Regions from separate parts of the Hordeum vulgare genome. Here region 2 is linked to region 1. The links are chromatin contacts, called in public Hi-C maps. All regions are on one chromosome and are shown on one strand. The core of a region is the stretch at or near the end of the contact, and the rest is flanking DNA. Distances in the headings are between cores, read along the strand shown. Region 1 has its middle 10 kb from the start of LOC123451668. Region 2 holds the start of LOC123451753 (sugar transporter ERD6-like 4).

Evidence for each region. A called contact is a pair of places that touch in the nucleus more often than the background predicts.
Region 2: a contact with region 1 is called in a Hi-C map of seedling, with 2.1 times the contacts expected there. The contact joins the promoter of LOC123451753 here to the enhancer-like site in region 1. A contact is called at or near these places in 2 of 6 Hi-C or Micro-C datasets (leaf and seedling).

Annotation. Positions count from the first base shown.
Region 1 is chr1H:507,675,605-507,679,355 of MorexV3_pseudomolecules_assembly, reverse strand. No RefSeq gene overlaps it. Among protein-coding and RNA genes, the nearest start is that of LOC123451668, 10 kb to the right of the region's middle. Within about 2 kb of position 2,010, at least 3 of the 3 cell types and tissues checked have open chromatin away from gene starts, as enhancers often do. A contact at or near this core is called in leaf and seedling, where this site is marked.
Region 2 is chr1H:507,767,863-507,771,619 of MorexV3_pseudomolecules_assembly, reverse strand. LOC123451753 (sugar transporter ERD6-like 4) reads left to right here and starts at 1,709. Exons shown (of 17, transcript XM_045128283.1): 1 at 1,709-2,172; 2 at 2,286-2,375; 3 at 2,555-2,614; 4 at 2,692-2,757; 5 at 3,532-3,597; 6 at 3,700-3,757. The coding sequence starts at 1,885.

The sequences.
Region 1 (3,751 bases), core at 761-3,260:
CAATTAGACCCACGGCATTGGCGGCTCAGATGTCAGGGCCACGTCCCCCGGCTATCCTCACTCGTGACGCAGGCAGCCTAGTAGCAGTCCATTCGCATCGGCTGGCTGAAAAAGGGATTCGATACGGTCCAACTGACAACGGCAGCAGGTACAGTGGGCTAGGCTTCACATAGGCTTGCTGCATAGTAGAGCATGGTTTATACGTATATGGTTTTAATGTGAGCATGTCTTTACCCTTTCTTTTCTGTAGGTGTCTTACTGCAGAAAGGGCCCCTCCTATGTGCCGCTTACTGCCGCAAAGAGGCGCAGCTTCACACAGGAAACGGGTCATCTGGGCTGTCTTATTCGTTGTTCTTGACGAAATGAAAAATCGCCAAAAAATAAAGATGCGCTACCTAGGAATCAAATCGGAGACCTGCTATAGATGCCGGCAAACAATAAAAAGAGGTCGCCAAATTTAACAAAATAGAATTTGTAGGTGAGGGATCGAACTCTTCTCCTCACGCCATGGAAACTAGTCCATGAACACTGGGGTAACACATGTTTAGTGAAGAGTAACATACTCCCTCCGTTCCTAAATATAAGTCTTTTAAGAGTTTTTACTAAAAGCTACATACGGATGTATATAAACATACATTAGCGTGTAAATTCAATCATTTTGTTCTGTATGTAGTCCCATAGTGGAATATTTAAAAAGACTTATATTTAGGAACGGAGGGAGTAGTATATATATACTATAATTCTCGGCATACTAAAATTTGTTTTAAATTTCAAGGATAATTTTTTAAGGCAAAACTATTTAAAACTCAAATATATTATATGGGAAATAAAATTTTCTAAAACCAACTAAGAACAAAACATTTAATACAAGAACATTTTCTAAATTATGAACTACTTTTTGTAAACACAATTTTTCTTTAAAAAACAAATTGAAAAAGTGAACAATTTTCAAAATTAAACTATTCATAGAAAACTCGGACATTGTCCTAAATCGCAAAATAATTTCGAACACATGGAGCATTTTCTCAATTTGTAGACAAAATTTGAAAACTGTAGAATTTTCAGAATATGTAAACAAATTTGCACAACAGGAGCATATTTGGAAATTCCAAAATATTTAAGAATTCGTGGACAAAAATTAAACATTTGAATATTTTTCAAATTGGTGAACAAAATTGCAAACATGAACATTTTCTAAAATATGTGCACAAATTTGGAAGTTCAAAATATGTTTTGAATTTTGAACAAATTTGCCAAAACCGGAACAAATTTTGAAGTTCCAGAACATTTTTTATATTTATGAACAGAATTTCGAAATATGAACATTTTCTTAATTCCCATACATATTTTAATATATGGACAAAATTTAGACATGTGAACATTTTCTCGAATTTCTGAATAAATTTTTAAATATGGGAACTTTATTGAAAACAAATAGATTTTGGTTTGCGAACAAAATTTAGAAATGTGAACACTTCTGAATTATCAAACATTTTCTGAAATGAAGCGATCGAATTTTGAAATTTATCAACAAAATTTGAAAATAGTAACATGAACTTAGTAAAAAAAATTGTAAAAGCGAAAAAATTGTAAATCGCGAATATGTTTTGAATAAACAACAATTATTTAAAACGTAGAACATTTTTTTAAAAGCAAAAACATTTTTCGAGTTATAAGAATATTTTTTCAAACATGAACTTAGTTTAAAAAAATATAAAATAACTTTGACGAAAATGATAAATGAAGAAACAAAAAATAAAAGAAAAAAGGTAGAAGAAAAAGAAACAGAAATAGGAAAACGAAAAATCCAACAGAGGATAATAAAACCGGTTCAAGGAATCTCCTCGAAGGTTCCCAAAATCGGTGGGTAGCCAAAACTGGGCCAGCCCATCGCTTCCCTGATCGATCGCTTAGTTTGACGCAGCAAGCGACAAATAGGGATTGCCAGCACTGGACCAAAATCCCGGCGCGTTCTCGGTCTCTGATGAGCCTTTGGATCAAAATCAGGCCAGCCAGCCCGAGAAAAAGTGGGCCCATGAAGAAGAAACAGGACGGTACAAGGTTTTTAGGGGAGCAACTAGTTAGGGAGCGCTCCCTCGCGAGGTTTTCAGCGATCGCTTCAGCGCGCCGCCACTTGTCGCGTTCTGAGCGTTTCTTTCGGATTTTGTTTTTTTTATTTTTCCCACAAGTTTTCGCCTTTTTTGAATGGTTTTTTTTCAGTTTTTTTAGTGTTATGTTTTTTCACCGGTCTTTCGTAACTTTTTGATGAAAAAAGAAATATATTTTTTTCTGAAAAAACGTGTTTTTTATGCGAATTTTCCTGTTTTTTTACGAGAGGCGCGGTTTTGCTTCAGCAAAAGGCACGGTTTTGCCTTCGCGACTCTCGGAAAGGAAAAAATATGTTTTCTTTTTTTGCGAGAGGTACGGTTTTGTTTTCATGAAAGACACGGTTTTGCCTTTGCGAAAGGCACGCTCGTGCCTTTCGGAAAGGAAAAAAACGCGGTTTATCTATTTTTTACGAGAGGCACGGTTTTGCTTCCGCGAAAGGCACGGTTTTGCCTTTGCGAGAGGCATGCCCGTGCCTCTCCCGAAAGAAGAAAAAACTTGTTTTCTGTTTTTTTAGAGGCACGGTTTTGCCTTTGCGAGAGGCACGACCGTGCCTCTTTCGAAAAGGGAAAAAACGTGTTTTTTGCTCTCATTTTTTTTTCCGCGAGAGGCACGGTTTTGCCTTCGCTAGAGGCACGACCCGTGCCTCTCGGAAAGGAAAAAAAGTGTGTTTTCTGTTTTTTTTCTATCGCGTGAGGCATGATTTTTTCGTCCGGTTTTTTCTTCCAGTTTTTTTCATGAGAAAAAAAGTTCGTCAAAACCTATCAACATGAGATCTAGTTTTCAAGATCTCAACACAAGAAAGTCAACGGTGAAAACGGTTCGAGATTTGAACGCATAGTTTAGGAGATAAAACATTTTGAAAATACAGATCTACAAAAAAAAGGAAAACTCCCAGGTTGCGACAAATGGCACGCATGCAATGTGTCACTTGTCACAACCTGTGATGGTGGAAGTGATCGTTGGAAGATGTATTCGCTAACTAGTGATTTCGGGTTTTAGTCCATAATCCACTTCAAACCTTAGGCTCATCTGCACCATGCTGAAAAAACATCATTTTTTTTTCATTTTTTGCAAGGTCAATAATTTGATGTGTAACACCCCTTTTATTTTTTAAATCATTAATCATTTGTATATCTAAGCAGCTCTCGGCAAAAAGAACAACTTCGGGATCTTTAGAAATGTTTACTGTTCTTATTCAAAAAAAATGTTGAGGGCTGTTCACATGTACAAATGATTTAAAAATTAAAGCGGACATCACGCAAGAAGTTTTCTACAATGGAAAATATTTGATTTTCTAAAAAAAATTGTGATTTGTTTTCTGACCGGGTGCAAATGAGCGCTCCTTTCCAATGCTTTTTTATTTGCGGGGAGGATTTCCAGGGTAGACATGTTAAGACTAAATTACCCTTGAAAAATTTGCTGGTTAGTGGAAAGTGAATCAATTAGTTCCGAGAAGTATGAGATACATGCAATTGACAAAGAGATAGCTTCCTTCTTTTGCTATAAGAAAAGATACATACAATCAGAAAAGAGATACTTTCCTTTTTTAGAAGGACTAACAAGGGATTTATGAATAATTAGAAAAAATGCACCTTACATTCTGGAATTTTATCAGAAAAACAAATACACCTTATATAGAGGA
Region 2 (3,757 bases), core at 460-2,959, 93 kb before region 1:
AATGAGCTCAATGTGACTAAGGAGTTAGTCACGGGATGATGTATTATGGAATGAGTAAAGAGACTTGCCGGTAACGAGATTGAACAAGGTATAGGGATACCTACGATCGAATCTCGGGCAAGTATCATACCGATAGACAAAGGAAATGACATATGAGATTGATTGAATCCCCGACATCGTGGTTCATCCGATGAGATCATCATGGAACATGTGGGAGACAACATGGATATCCAGACCCCGCTGTTGGTTATTGACCGGAGAGATGTCTCGGTCATGTCTGCATGGTTCCTGAACTCGTAGGGTCTACACACTTAAGGTTCGATGATGCTAGGTTGTAATGGGAATAGTATGTGGTTACCGAAGGTTGTTCGGAGTCTTGGATGAGATTCCGGACGTCACGAGGAGCTCCGGAGGTAAAGATTCATCGACTTTGATGTTTTTTTTTCATTTTTTGACGATTTGTTTTGAAAATCGATGAACTTTTTTCAAATTTGATGTTTTTTAAAGTTTTATGAACGTTTCCCCTTTTTGGAGGAATTTTTTTAAAAAAGTCGATGAAAATTTTCAATTCCGATGATTTTTTTTCAAATTTGGATGAAATTTTTGAAAATATGATGAACTTTTTCCAAATTTGATGAAGTTTTCAATTTTGATGAAGTGTTTTTCAAAAGCGACGAACTGTTTTTCAGATCCAATGAACTTTTTTTCAATACTTTTTTGGAATTCAATGAACTTGTTTTCAAATTCTCTGAACTTTTTTGAAATCTGATGAACTTTTTCAGATCCGGTGAACTTTTTCAAAGTCGTGAACTTTTTTCAAACTCACGAATTTTTCTTAAATTAGTGATATTTCTTTAATTTCGTGAACTTTTTTCTCGAATTAGTGATTTCCAATATTCATGAAATTTTGTTGAATGTGTTGGCCTTTTCTTTTTGAAAACAATTCGTGAACACTTTTTAATGGTGAACTTCCATTTTTTGGAACAGCGCGACTACTATTGTCCTTAAGGATTGTCGAGGAACTACCGATAAGTAGTTCCCGATGCGCTTAATATATTTAGCGTGTCTGCTAATTTTCTTATACTCCCTCCGTTCCAAAATAATTGTCTTAACTTTGTACTAGTTCTAATATATACTAAACTTAAGAAACTTATTTTGAGACGGAGGGAGTATATTTAGCGTATAATTAATATCATAGTACCAAATATTAAAGCAGACGTTAATTACGTAATTAACACGTGATTGATATCCTACATTACCTAATATCAATTTATAATTAATTTCTTCCCAATATCAATGTTCATTACACACGTGCTCATTTACTAGTAGCGTGAACATAAGAAACTTGCTTAAATTTCGTTTGGTTTTCACAAATTTTGCCGGTATGTTCAAATATCCATTTGAAATGCGCGTAGGATTGGATGGCCGGCTCGCTATCCACGGACACGTCCCGACGTTTCCACGGATGTTTGGGGTGTCTGATTTGGTGAAAGGCAATCGAGATGCCTTAAACTCTTTTCATCATAGAAAAAATGGAACAAAATCAGGCACTTTTGTATTGTACTAGTACTATTACATTGATGTGGGCATACCCCCCATGAGATCCCACACGTGAGTGTTGGACGGTCAGAATGTTTTTGGAATTATAGATTCACAAATAATAGCAGGAAAGGGACAAAACAGGTGGAAAGTTGTCCAGCTCACCATCGTCTCAGATCTCACGCACACAGGAAAACCGGAGGAGAAAACCCAGCGACACTGTCCTCCGTCTCCGTCCGTCCCACAAAGCTCGCTCCTTTGTCTTCCTCCTCCGTCCCCGTCTCCCCCAATCACGCCCGCGAATCGTGCCACGCTCGCACGGAAGCGAGCCAATCCGATCCCGCGATGAGCTTCCGGGACGAGAGCGGCGGGGAGGACGGCCGGTCCTCCTCGGCGTCCGACCTGCGCAAGCCGTTCCTGCACACGGGGAGCTGGTACCGGATGTCCGCCGCCGGCGGAGGCGCCATGGACCGCCTCGGCTCCTCCGCGTACGGCCTCCGCGACAGCTCCATCTCCGCCCTGCTCTGCACCCTCATCGTCGCGCTCGGCCCCATCCAGTTCGGCTTCACCTGCGGCTACTCCTCGCCCACCCAGGACGCCATCATGGCCGACCTCGGCCTCACCCTCTCCGAGGTCTCTGTCTCTCTCCGCGCGCCGCCTCCCCCGTCCCTCTTATGTCGTCTTATTATGCTTCTTCTTCTTCTTGCCTCCATGGCCTTTGCTTTATGCCGTCTCCTTGCTCGCAGTTCTCTTTATTCGGATCCCTGTCCAACGTCGGGGCCATGGTGGGCGCCATTGCCAGTGGCCAGATCGCCGAGTACATCGGCCGTAAAGGGGTGAGGTTTCGATTCCCTTTTGACCTCTGTCTGCTCCTGTAACCGACAATTGTACTGCTAAATGTGTACGGAGTATTAGATTCTCGGATCTGCTCCCGGGAATTTCTCATGGAACTAACTGGATTCAGTCGTGCACTCACTGACTGACGATGCTCTCTGCTTTGTTGCTCCTGCTGCAGTCTCTGATGATCGCCGCAATCCCGAACATCATTGGGTGGCTTGCAATATCATTTGCAAATGTAAGATTGCTTAATTTACCCCTGTTATTTGTACGGATGCTCGTCAGCTTAACTTACTTCTGAATTGTTCTGTGCAGGATTCTTCATTCTTGTTCATGGGCCGTCTGCTGGAAGGATTTGGGGTCGGTGTGATATCCTACACGGTCTGCATCCCTCTGCTCCTAACCTTCTAATCAAATTCACTCCAGATTCCAAACATGAATTGATAATTCAACTGGATTTGACTGGCTTCGTCAACTAGTTCTTAAGTTCATAAAAAATACAGTCCCAGCTCCCAAGTCCCAACACATGGGAGAGTAGACTGTATTCAAGCTTAACCAAATACCAAGTGTAAACAACAGTTGTATCTCCTATTCTGGGACATCAAGGGATTAAAGGTGTGCTGTTGCCAATGATATGATAGATTCTCCTAGCCTAATCATAATCCAACAATATTTATGATCAGGGTAGCTCTATCTGGTTCAGTATTTGTGCAGGGAAGAATAAAAACACCAAACTTTTTTCTAGATTGAAAGGAACTTAATTAGCCTATAAGAGGAACTGAAAATGCTGATATTCTGTACTCCCTCTGTAAAGAAATTCAGTGATCTAAACGCTCTTATATTTCTTCACGGAGGGAGTATCAACTTACGGCTGCGCAACCGAGTTGTAATTTTGTGACTTAGAACCTCTCCTTTTGCTGGATACTGAACTTGGGGAATTTCATGAATGCTATTGAGCTTCAGTGTTATCTTGCATAAAAATAGCATAGCTAGATATCATGTCAACTCGTGCATATTGACAGTTCTGAAGTTTTTGGATTGGGCATCCACTGTTTAATAATATCATCTCTTTTATGGGCACTCTAGCTGCATACACTTGGATATTTTCATGCCTGACATTACTTTGTGTCTGACAGTTTCGTTTCTTGGTATCAGGTGCCAGTTTATATAGCAGAAATTGCTCCACAGAACATGAGAGGAGCTCTTGGTTCAGTCAATCAGGTCAGCACTTGTATAAACAATAACATTTGATTTGTTGTAGTCCGTCTTCTGGTCTGACCATTTGTTTGCAAGTTTTAACCCTATCCATAATTCCTTATGCAGCTCTCTGTTACAATCGGTATATTGCTTGCCTACACATTAGGCATGTTTGTTCCTTGGA